Regions from separate parts of the Macaca mulatta genome. Here all the other regions are linked to region 1. A link is a contact called in public Hi-C data. All regions are on one chromosome and are shown on one strand. The core of a region is the stretch at or near the end of the contact, and the rest is flanking DNA. Distances in the headings are between cores, read along the strand shown.

What was found. A called contact is a pair of places that touch in the nucleus more often than the background predicts.
Region 2: a Hi-C map of fibroblasts shows a contact between it and region 1, with 2.5 times the contacts expected there. The contact joins the enhancer-like site here to the promoter of LEKR1 in region 1. A contact is called at or near these places in 4 of 14 Hi-C or Micro-C datasets (blood, fetal cortical plate, fibroblasts and 1 more).
Region 3: a Hi-C map of fetal cortex germinal zone shows a contact between it and region 1, with 2.2 times the contacts expected there. The contact joins the promoter of SSR3 here to the promoter of LEKR1 in region 1. A contact is called at or near these places in 2 of 14 Hi-C or Micro-C datasets (fetal cortex germinal zone and fetal cortical plate).
Region 4: a Hi-C map of spermatogonia shows a contact between it and region 1, with 2.6 times the contacts expected there. The contact joins the enhancer-like site here to the promoter of LEKR1 in region 1. A contact is called at or near these places in 6 of 14 Hi-C or Micro-C datasets (CD4 T cells, fetal cortex germinal zone, fetal cortical plate and 3 more).

The regions. Positions count from the first base shown.
Region 1 is chr2:60,002,239-60,005,214 of T2T-MMU8v2.0, reverse strand. It overlaps LEKR1 (leucine, glutamate and lysine rich 1), which reads right to left and starts at 1,553. Exons shown (of 13, transcript XM_015131868.3): 1 at 1,472-1,553.
Region 2 is chr2:60,313,492-60,316,467 of T2T-MMU8v2.0, reverse strand. It overlaps CCNL1 (cyclin L1), which reads left to right. Exons shown (of 13, transcript XR_013414533.1): 12 at 1-32; 13 at 2,506-2,976. Among named protein-coding and RNA genes, the nearest start is that of CCNL1, 29 kb to the left of the region's middle. Within about 2 kb of position 1,532, at least 10 of the 40 cell types and tissues checked have an H3K27ac peak or open chromatin away from gene starts, as enhancers often do.
Region 3 is chr2:59,737,300-59,740,275 of T2T-MMU8v2.0, reverse strand. It overlaps SSR3 (signal sequence receptor subunit 3), which reads left to right and starts at 1,545. Exons shown (of 5, transcript NM_001266544.1): 1 at 1,545-1,761; 2 at 2,941-2,976. The coding sequence starts at 1,629.
Region 4 is chr2:60,263,600-60,266,575 of T2T-MMU8v2.0, reverse strand. No RefSeq gene overlaps it. Among named protein-coding and RNA genes, the nearest start is that of CCNL1, 79 kb to the left of the region's middle. Within about 2 kb of position 1,430, at least 17 of the 40 cell types and tissues checked have an H3K27ac peak or open chromatin away from gene starts, as enhancers often do.

The DNA of each region.
Region 1 (2,976 bases), core at 304-2,803:
GACAGTAGAAGCAAAGCACCAGTAGAACAGTTTTTGTGTAGTGCCCTCATTGTGAATCTATTCCAACTTTATGGCCTTAGCATAAGAAGGGGAGGAACTGGCAGGTTCTGATTATTGGGGGGAAATTAAAAGTAAAATATCATGCCAACTCAGAAAATGCTCCACAATGCAGAAAGACAACAATTTTATTAGTAATTAGGCATTTAACTAGACTTTGATGTACATCACAGCTAATCTGCTAATGAGGTTACAAAGAGAGAAGGAAATCCCACTCTTCTTACTACAGTCAAGGAGATATAATCCGTCACACACATTCTCAAGGAAATTGGTAACGTGTCCTCATGGAAGAGGGCTTAACATAGTGTTCTATACATTCTTTTATATTTCTTCTTTAATTCATCTGGTAATTGGGGTAACCACCTGTGTTAGCTAACGGCTTTCCTCCTAAGGAATGCATAGCGCTATAACAAAGCAGGTGTTTACAATTAGGAATAACGCAGGTAGGTTAAACTCCCAAAGCGACAAGGAGATTGGGGCCCTATCTTCCTTGATGTTTACATTTTAAAAGAAATGGCTTCCAGGTCCTCAAGAAAAGCATTCCTAGGTTTTAAAAAAGATTTTCATACATATTAAATTGAGGAAGAATTCACAAATACTAAGTTTCTCGAGAAAGAAGAAGGGTCTCTTTCCCTTTTGGCAACAGGGAAAATTTGTAAATTTTTAAAATTTAGTCTTACATAGTTTTGCGTGTGTTATCAAACAAGTCCCTTTAATTTTTCTCATTGCACGTGTGTGGACTGCACTTTGGCAAGAGGTGCAGTGATAAGTGGCTGCAGCTACGTGAGTGTTTGTGAACCTCCTCTCTAACAAGATCACCGAAAAGACATTTTTTAAAATGCAGACACGTCCTTGTTCATTTCCAATTCCGTTTCTCACACCAGTGTCACGTTAGGCCATTAACTCACGTTCAGCTTTCAAGCCCTTACGTAAAGAACCATTGTCTTGGCGTGAATCACACCACTACGAGCAGGTCAGGGGCAGGTGAAGGCGGGAGTTCACGTCCTAAGACTTCCCTGAAGCGGCGGGATCTTCCGCACAGAAACCAACCGCAAGGCCAGACAAAACTGCTGCAACGGCTTTCAAATCTGTCCCTTTCTAACCCCGTTCCCCCTGGACCTGCCGTGGCCGGAAGAGGAGGAGGAGGAAGGTGCGGGGGTGAGGAAGCAGAGCCGCGCGTTCCCTGGGGCTGGGAGGAAGGCGCACCGCGCCTGGGACCCGCGGGCTGGAAGACAGCAGGAAGGGGCCGCAGAACAGTGTGGCGGCGGAGTCCAGGCCCGGGACCTCGTGCCCTCGCTGGGGCACCGCGGCTCAGCTTTCTGGTCCTCTCCCCGGGTACGAGCACGCCTCCACTCCGGAACTGCATTCCGGTGGACCGCGTCATCCCAGGCTGAGGAAAGCCATTGTCCCTCACCTCGACTTCGACTACGACAGGTGTGAAACGGCTTTCCTGGTCTCCCGGGCGACCGCGCCGCCCGTCGGCTTGACGTCAGGGCGCAGCGACGTCACGGCCCACGTCTGTCGTCAGCGCTCCCCTGCACCGCCCAGGGCCTCACGCGCCGGGCGGAAGTGGGAAAACTGGTGGTGGGGCTGGGAAGGCTGGGCTAGTTTTACGCGGAGTGTTGTGAGAAGGAGGGAAGGGGATCGAGGGATGAGGCGGGCGAGAGTGGGTCGGGTGCTTGGTAGCGGCTGCTGAGATGGAGGGAGCTATCCCACCGTCGTGGGGGTTTGGAGAGAGGCACTGCCGGGAGTCAGGAGCCTATAGCCCTACCTCTCACCCCGGCTCTGGGGCTATGTGGCTGACATAGCAGTGAGCAGTTACTGTTCTTGAGCGGAGGAAAGAGATGCCTGTAGAGGTCATGGGTGTAAAGGGAAGTTCTAGTTTCAGTCATTACAGCAAGGGCAAATTAATTGGGAAGGCGTTGGTGACATTTCCATTCTACTCCAAAGTAGTGAAGATTAAGGGCTTAGTTCAAAAAGTATTTTGAGACCTCCTAGTCTACACTTTATTTATCGCAGGCTACCCACCCTTACACGTGACAAACTTCCCTTTATTCATACATTCATTCACAAAACAAATATTTATTGACCTACTACGCGACAAGCAGAGCAGCATACCGAGATAGGGTAATACTCTGTGACTGGTCAAGGAAGGAGCAGCCATTGGTATAATTAGCAGGTGACTCATTCGTAGTCCAGATCTTGCCTTTCTGAGGATTATATAAGGTCCAAGTACAGTTCTTCCAAGAACCAGAGAAAATATCATGGCTCTCTAGCAGGCAGAAAGACTGGTTTGCTATTGAATAAAATAAGGTTAAGTAAATACAAAGAAAATTAATTGAACCTATAGATTTAGATAAATGATTAAATGACGCACAGCAGTAGCAGTACACCAAACTGCTTACTCATAACTATTGATTAATGACACCAGGAAGTACTGAACACTGCAGTGCCTTGTTCCTTGGCACTAAAAAGTCTAGCAGATGTATCTTGTACGCGCAACCTGACTGATATTTTTGCCCCAGTGCCTACCCTTGATTTTCTGTTTCCACTCCCTCAAAGAGGAAAGGATTAAGAGGCCTGGAGGACAGTCAACCAAGTGGTCAAGTACAGCATGCTTATGAGAAGCCCAAATAACTTTCAGAGCTATTCATCCTCATCATATTTATCTGAGGGATAGTGAAGGTAAGACTGCTGTCATTTTGTAATAATGGAAGTTTAGATATAGGGCACCAAAACCGGTACCTATCTGGGACAGAAATTCGCACGCCTGATGCAAGATCACTCTGTTCTGAGGCTAGTTTTATTTATTGAGTACTTTGTGTATAGGATAAGGAAAAGCAACGCTTTAAGGATGGGAGAAAATCCAGTTCAAAGGCGCAGTTCACTCTGTGGTTTAATTTCATCTGTGTTTGTTTA
Region 2 (2,976 bases), core at 283-2,782, 310 kb before region 1:
CTGTCAGGAAAGTAAAGAAGACATCTGGAGAGGTGAGTATTCTGAAGGAATCTCTGCCAGAGGAGAAGGGAGAAGGAAAGCACTTATCCAGGTCAAAGGCATGAGTTTCCAGATTATTCATCATGACTAGAGGATGACTGTTGACTAGATTTATTCCACAGGTGTGGAAGGAAAAGTCTTGGTACATTTTTTGCAGCATTTCCTCCTCTCCATATAGACTGTTCTCATTTTGCAGGGCTGGGATTCACCCAGTAACTCCAAGCCCTTGACATAGTAAAAGGAGTGAGGGGAGCCAGGTATAGTGGCTCATGCCTGTAATCCCAGAACTTTGGGAGGCCAAAGCAGGCAGATTGATTGAGCTCAGGAATTCGACCCCAACCTGGGCAACATAGTGAAACCCCGTCTGTACTAAAAATACAAAAATTAGCTGGGTGTGGTGGTGCATGCCTGCGGTCCCAGCTACTCTGGAGGCTGAGGTGGTAGGATTGCTTGAGCCCAGAAGTGTGAGGCTGCAGTGACCTGTGCTCACACCACTGTATTCCAGCCTGGGTGACAGAGTGAGAGACCCTGTCCCCCCAAATCCTCCCCCAAAAAAAAGAAAAGAAAAAAGTGAGGGGTTTGAAATCAGAATCCCTGGGTTCGAGCTGTTGCTCCATCTGACCAGCATATGATCTCTCAGACTCCAGGTTCCTCTTAGTTCCTCGTCTGAAAATGAGGACAGTTCTGCTTCAGGGCTGTGGTGAGTGGTCAGTGAGGTTGTGTCTGAGGAAGGAGATTGTAACGAGGAAACAAGGCAGTTATTGGTCACTTATTTTTCAATATGTAGGAGCTCTAATTTCCCTCCAGACAACCGGTTCTATCTCAGTAAACAAAAAGATCGTCATTAAAGTGTTTTGTAATCCTGAAGGACCTGAAAAGATCTTAAAGAGCTGAGGAAGAGCGGCCAAGTGCTTTCTCACCTGTCCCTCATCCTGGCCCCCTCATCTTGGGGACATATAGGCCCTTTCAGGGGTGCCTCGGCAAGTGGCCACCGTCTGGCCTCGGGCAGGCCTCCCTGGCACCGCCAGCAGCTGGGTAGCGGCGGGGAAGGGCACCCTCAGCCCCACGCTCACCTTGGGTCTGGGCCCACATTAAGCACTTTTTTCTTCATGCGCCATTTCCTACACCAAAAGGTATTAAAAATTATATTTTATGGCTTTATTGATGAAAAGTAAAGCATTCTGGTCTGGGTTAATTACTATATATTCATTATTATTAAATTACTTTCATTATTTTTTCTTACGATTTTAATAGCAATGTAATTTCACAGCAATGAATGAGGAGTCGCATTTTGGCCACAAGGGGGTAGCATGAGGTCACTAGATGCTCACGGGAAATTGGGTTGGGGGCGGTTGGTAAACAGTGGGAAAGCCAGCAAGAGCCACCACCTCTGACTCACAAAGGGCTCTTGCTTCTTACGGCGTTTCCTCAGAGAGTGTCGTGTTTGCTCCTCACCACATGAGACCCAGAAAGCCAGCGGGTGGGGCAGGAGTTATTGCCCCACTCAAGGGCCAGGAAAGGGAGGCTCCCCCTGGGAGGGTCAGTGTCATGCGGGGTCACACGGTGGCAGAGGCAGGCGAACTCCTGGCTCCTGCTGTAGTGCTCCTCCCTCGGAGCCCCAGACAACCCGGATACTCTAAGCAGATGGGACAGGGACCAAGAGGCAAAACCTCTCCTCATATTGTTGCCCAGCTCAGCCCTTTCATGAGCACCCCAAGTCATCGCTGGAGAGCCCCGCAGACCCCAAAGCACTGCTCGACTTCCCGCCTCGGGGTAGAAGAGACCCTACATTCCACGCCTGGGCCCAACCCCAGCCTCCCTCAGGGCCAAGCACGCCTTTGTTCGCTCTCTTTCTGACCACAGGCAGCACGAGCCTCTAGGTGGGAGAGACGAGACACTCATTCCCCTCCCTTGGAAGCTGAGCAATCACATCAAAGGCATACAAAAGGCAATTCTCTGTGCAAAGGGAACAGAAAGAAATAAGTGCTGTATGGGCTCTGAGCGCTCGGGAAGGAGGTACAGCAAAGAAGGAAAGGCCGGAAACAAAACCAAACAAAACACAAGGTATAAAATGATCCGATCTTGGGGAGGTGGTTTTCTACCTCCTGGGAGGAACACCCAGCGTGTTGCCTGGCAGAGTGTACTGGGCACATCAAGAACAATAGGCCTTTCTCTCCAGCAACCGAGCACATGCCCAGGAGAAAAGGAGCCCCGTCTTAGGAAGGCTAAGTCCACTCAAGGGCAGGGCCAGTGTCGGAAGCTAGTTTATAACACAGATACTTGCATTGAGCCTCCTTCTGAAAAGATGAGGGGGGTGCATAAACCCATGTGAAAAATAAAAAGAAGACTTTTCTTACTGGATGAGAGAAAAAAGATTGTTCAGTTTTTTAGGGGGAACATAAGATGCCAACTGACCCTGAAATAGATGTGTCAAAAGGCAACCTGGTGTGGTTTGTTCTCTTACAGGGAGCACCTTTGTGGCCCAGAAGGTGCCAAAAACATCCTGAGATAAGTGTTCCTTGGCAAACTGGAATCACGCCTGAGGTGGGGGAGGTGGCCTTTCGTGGAGGCCCTGGAGAAGTGAAACAGGTAGGTGGGGGCCCCTGGGTGCTTCGGGTGCTCCAGGGACAGAGGTGACATCTACCCACTGAGCAGGGTCACTGGATAGGCAGGAATCCCTCCCCACTCATGCGCAGAGTGACCTGAGTGCTGGTCTGGTTAGACAGGCCCGACTGGAGGAGGAATGACAGGCCTGCCACACGGATGAGGAGTAGAGTCGCAGTTCAATTTCTGACTCTCCTCTGTCCCATCCCTGATCCCTCCACGGGATTGGTGAGTGGAGGTGACAGTCTAGTCTAGATTGGGAAGAGAGAGACTGAGAAACCAGACCGAGAAAAGGAAGGGCGCCCTTGGCAGAATGCCTGGCATTCCTGAGGC
Region 3 (2,976 bases), core at 296-2,795, 260 kb after region 1:
AGCCACTGTGCCCAGCCTCTGATTTTTATCTTTTATCTTCTTTTTATATCCTTTGTTTGTTTATAAATAGGCAAAAGAAAATCTAGTTATAGAGACAGATCCAAAAAGTTTTATTTATGAATTGGTCACAGATGGAGAAGGAAAAAAATAATTAGTGTTGAAACCCACCATTTTAACCAGAGCAAATGGGTTTAAAAGAATGCAACTGAGATAGGAAAAACTGGGGGAGGAGTATGTTGTAAGAGAAAAATAATACTTTCTTTTTCTATCACTACCATGTAATAAGGAGCATTTTTAACATCAAAAAAGACATAAACCCAGATATTTTAAAATGAATACTTTTGATTTTCTGAAAAATTCAATAGATGGTCTGTTTTCTTTTTCATTTTGTGGTGAATTAATGAAAATTTCTGGCATTAAGGAATACTTGCAGTAGATAATGGAAGGATTTATATTTCAGGAAAACTCACTCTGGTACCTGTATAGAGAATAGATTGGAAAATATTGAAGACAAAAGCTCAATTAGGACTAGTAATAGGAAGCTGTGGAGGTAGATTACAATTTGAATACTGTGAGGAAGAAAGGTATCTACAAAACTGTTGATAAGGAGGCTGGAGGTTGAGGAAGTTGTGCCTAATGCACTGGCGTGTTCTCAGTAATGAAAAGCAGCATTTGCTGGGAGTGATGTGGTGGAATTTTTTTTTTTTTTTTGAATAAAAGATAATGTGTTGAGTTAAAAATGGAATCCAGCTGTTTTAATAGGCATACTTAAATCTTTCTGAGCTTCAGAGAAGGAGTCCTGCCTAGCCAACCTGTTCTTAGTATTATGTTTTATTTAGCATGGCTTTGGAAGCCACAAAACTCTATACGTTTATTTGAAATAAAATAGTAAGTAACTTGTAAGTGTATCAGACATATATTAAATATTACCTTCATCAGTAAGATCATGAGTTTCTCAAAAACAAGAGTCCCATTTTCTTCCTACAGAGGTGGCCTACTGTTTAGTGAAAAGAGCCCACACCTTGGAGAGCCACACCGCAGATCTACCACCCTCAGGCTCTTCATCTTCAGTGGCGGTAATGACGCGCACGTCATAAGATTCTTCAAGGTATTTGGTGAAATAAAGGATGTGTAAAGGAGAAGGGATTTTACATGAGTTAGCTATACCTTTCTCTTCTTTCTCCTTCAATGTACTCAGTCCTGGGTACGTACAGAGGGCACTAATGGCGTGGGGCCAGAAGAGCTTTTAATTTTGGAATTCTGAAGAACTGAGAACTCATGACCCTGTCATCAGCTCTGAAGTGGAATATAAATAAAGTTTTGTCAATTTTTTTTTAAAGCACCCACTAAACTACAAATCCCTTCTCTCTCCTCGAGGTGGACGGGTCACGTGGCTTTCCAGGAATCCGGAAGTCTGGTCCGCTCGCCCAATCACGCCCGGAATCCTAGCTAGCGGCGCCAGGTTGGCCATTCCTGGGGAAGCTTGCTCTCCGCCAAGCCGGGTCCCGCCTCCGCGCGCCGCGCTGACGGGTCGTTAGCGGATACGGCGGCCGCAGGGGCGGAGTCAGGGGCCTTTGCCCGCCTTGGCGGCCGGCTCTACCTTCCAAGTTCTCGCCTCCTGCTCCGCCATGGCTCCCAAAGGCAGCTCCAAACAGCAGTCCGAGGAGGACCTGCTCCTGCAGGATTTCAGCCGCAATCTCTCGGCCAAGTCCTCCGCGCTCTTCTTCGGGAACGCGTTCATCGTGTCCGCCATCCCCATCTGTGAGTGCTGGGAGCGAGGCTGGTTTGGGAGGCCGCGGGCGGGTCGGGCTGGGCGGGGACGTGGCAGGACCCAGCGAGCAGGCCAGGCGCGGGTGCCGGCCGGGGGTCTGCGATCTCTCCAGGTCCCCTGAGCTCGGGGAGGCACAGAGCCTCTTCTTTTGGCACGGCGTTGTCGCCTGGGATTCTCCTGTTAAAGCACTCCGGGAGGTCACTTGTTAAAAGTACGCACGTTCCCGAGCTCTACCCCCGGAGAAGGTGGTTAACTAGTTCTGGGGTGGCGGCCCCGAATCTGTATTTAAACACACTCAAGCATACTGCCTGCTGCTCTTTTCCATACAACTGTTGCTTGCCGTTACGAAATTTTAAACTTACGTTATTACTTATTTTGTATAAATTAATTAGGTGAGAGACCCATGAAGTAACCCACTGAATTAGAAGTGCATCTTTACGTGAGCTACTTTACACCACTGCATAATTTTCCTGGTTTTTGCAGAAAGAGAGAAATTGAAGTGCCAGGGGTTGGGGATCTACCTTGTTTAGACTTTTTAAATAATCCCACTGTACCAATTCTAGAATTCTCACTGGGTTGGGAAAGTGCAGACTTGCACAATGTTGTTTTTAGTAGAGCTCAAGGTTCCAGAACTCTTGTCTTTTGCTGCACTGTTGTTGGGGCATTTAAAACCAAATGTATTTTTCTCTTTTGTCCTTATACAACCCAGCGTGCAATAAACGTGATGTGAAGCCATATTATGGCTCACTCATTTGACAGCACTGCTTGGATTTCTGATAACAGCCACGTCAGCAAGGAAACTATGGTTTGGGACTGCACGTGGCATTTTGGAATGGCCTGTATTTAGCATGCTAGTACCCTGATGAATGAAATTCGAAGTCTGACTTGTGATTACGTTGAGCCAGAGTTTGTTCTCATTTTAGAAGCAGAAATCTCATCTGAACTAGTAATAGGAAGGTGATGTTTTTCAAATGTTCTGAACTGGAAGGCTTGAGACTATACTGTTAACTGGTTATCTCACTTCTGAAGATCCTCAGATACTGTATTGATTGCATAACTAATAACCTGGTATTTTACCAGGCTTAGCTTTAAATAATTTCGCAGGCTTTTGTTATGGGGTTGTAATGTTTTGTTTCTTTTTGTACTTTCCCCCTTTTATTTTAATTCAGGGTTATACTGGAGAATATGGCATATGGATCTTATTC
Region 4 (2,976 bases), core at 181-2,680, 260 kb before region 1:
GATCCCAGAGTCAAGGAGGGCGCCTGAGTCATTTGAGATAATTACCTTTTTTTTTTCTGCCCGAGTCTTGCATATCTGTGAATCAGCAATGGGGAAACTGGCATCAAAAAAAAATAAGGGAGGCTTAAAGTGAGCAAAGCAGAGCAGAACATTGGCAAGAGCTGAGTGCTGCCACAGCAGGAACATCATGCCGATCGTCATCTAAGGGAGCTCATGGTGCTGTCTGCCTCCTCTTAGCAACATCCACACAGGCTGGTACAGTCAGATCATTGTGACTTGGACAGGGATGAAAATACTCAGCTGACACCAATAGCTCCCAGCACAGCCAGGGTATTCTAGAGGTGTGTGGTGTCAGGACAGCCTGTGCGGCCTCATTTATTTACCTGAGTCATCTGAACGAAGCAGTGACTGGCTTTGCCTCGCTCTGGCAAGAACTCGCAACAAACTCAAAGCCTCTTCCTCCATGGCCTTTGCTCCTGCAGCACAGCACTGACATCTTTTTAGCATCATAGACACTGTCACGTGGCAATCAATGACAGATGAACTGTCCCTTCCCTGGGCCACGAGCTCTTCAAGGCGGGAGCCTCAGCCCGGTTTCTTCCATGTCTCCAGGGCCCAGCACAGGGCCTGGCTTCTAGTTGTTTTCTGATGAATAAGCGAATGGCTATAGACATGTACTCTTGGAAACACAAGGGGCTTCTGCAGTGGCAACATGTTCTATAGCACAGTACTGTATTGGTTCTTTACAGCCTGCAGGACCCAAAGAAGGAATGATTTTTGTTTCCTGGAAAAGGTGTACCTCATGAGGGCACTGCTCAAGGGAAGGTGCCCTCAAGTTGGGGATCAAGGGAGGCACAGGTTGATCAAGGCCCCAGGAATTGGAATGGAGGTGTTTATCCTAAGGAGGCTCTGAACATCTGAGGCAGAGCCTCGATTCTCCAGGAAATTGACTTTGCTGGAGAACAAGGCTGGGGGAGGCAGGCTGTCTTAGGGGGAGGAGTCCTATTTCAGCCCCACTGAGACCCCAAAGGCGCACTCCCTTGCTTTACCCAAACTGTCCACCAGGGGGCAGGCAGAGGCAGGAGAAGAGGAAAGCGGGCGGCTGGTCAGGCCCAGCACACCCAGCCTGGCATCCCACAGGCTGGGCTGCCTGACTCAGAAAAGGCCAGGCCGCTCCTCCTGCCTGTTGTGGCCTCTGTGATTTTATATGGTTTGGCCTGTGACATCAGACACCACGTGACCATGGTAACCAAAGTATACAGCCTGGAGTGAATGTTAATAAACAGGAAAGAAATGATCCCTGGTGTCTTACTTTACTCACCATTTGTGGTCTTGTTATCCACGCCTAATGTCTCCTTTATTACCCTGAGCAATCGAGATGTACCTGAATTCAGCAACTTTTTAAAATGAAATGCTAAATTGGGGAAATGTGAGTTGGTTTCCGTGTTTAACTAACTTTGAATATAGTGACATGAGTGACCGCTGCCTCTTGATATCCTGCTCAACACTCCTCTTATGTACAAACATGTAATTTACAAGGAAAATTATTTCCTTGATAATCCCTACATGCCTTCAAAAGTCATTTTCCCCAAAGAAACGTCAGGTGATGGGATCCCGTTATTCGTTAAAGTTTTTCCTAATATCCTCAAGGATTGAAGAAAAACAGCACACCTGTCCTCCTATACAAATTAATGGGCCCAGAGGCCCGGATCTAAAACAAACTAGGACTGAGCATAAAGGAATAAATGTTTTACCAGGCCAGATCACAGAAGTGAAAATCTTTGTGTCGAGATGAGAGCTGCTTCATACGACATCAGAGAGTTTGAAGGTTATAGTTCTCCTGCCTACCAAGAATATCTGATTAGAAGCTTTTTAAACTTTGCCTTAGTGAAGTTAAAGACTCTTTAATAAATTGAATCTTTAATTAGAATAAGAACAAACCGATCATATTACATGAACCAATAGAGAATGATAAAACAGTCCTAAAAGAAATGGTTTTCTAATGGAATCAGAATTCATATGCAAACCTTTCCATGCTGCAGACTTTTTTGAATGCTACCCCTGATTTCATTCCAATAGTATTCACAGCTGAGAAGTATCTTTTAAAGATATAGCATGATATCAAGTTACTTTAATAGTTTGCAAAATACTCTCAAGAATTACCTAAAAATATGCAGTTTCTATGATACCATAGATTCGCTCATCTAAAATTGTTTGATCTTCAATTAAAAACATAAACAGGCTTGGATATATTTGGTCACAGATATTGCCAGAGTTTCCAGATTGTATTGTTCAAAGGTATTTCATAAATATGAAAAAAATGTGTTGAGAAGGCATCCATCTGATTGGGTATTTAGGCTTACAAAGAAAGTAATTACAGGGGCAGAGACTGGGAGTCAGCCCTCATTCATCTCAATTCTCTTTCACATATCAGCATAGCTTGACCTTGATTTTTTAGATGCAAGTAAAGGACATTGATGTAATTCAAATAAATTGGTTTTTTTCAAATATCCTGAGGAGTCTGGAATCAGACACAACAGACTCGATGGACAAAAGCCTGAAGGAGAACCAACTCTGAAGTCATCATAGTGGTTCTAAAAACAGTGTCTTTCCTTCTTATTGACCTAAATTTTCATCTTCTTTCTAGGGATCATTTGCTTGCCACGTCCTTGGGAAAGGTCCACCTGTCGGCTTCTCCTCTCCCTTCCTTCTCGTCTGCATTTGTGTCTTCCGTTGAGATTCCCACCAGGGAATGTCGCTGCCGCCATGGCAGCCTCTGGTCAGCTGAAGTGACCTTCAACCTTCCTTGCCTTTCTCTGAGGGCAGGGGCCTTGCTTCTCCCATTAACAAAGCACTTTCCGTCAACTGTTAGGTTTCTTCACGGTTGATTAAACTGTGTTTATTTAGGATCCTTCTCCTTTTTCTGTGTCCGGCTGCTGACCTGTCTGCCGGCTCATTGTTGGAGGAGAACGCTCA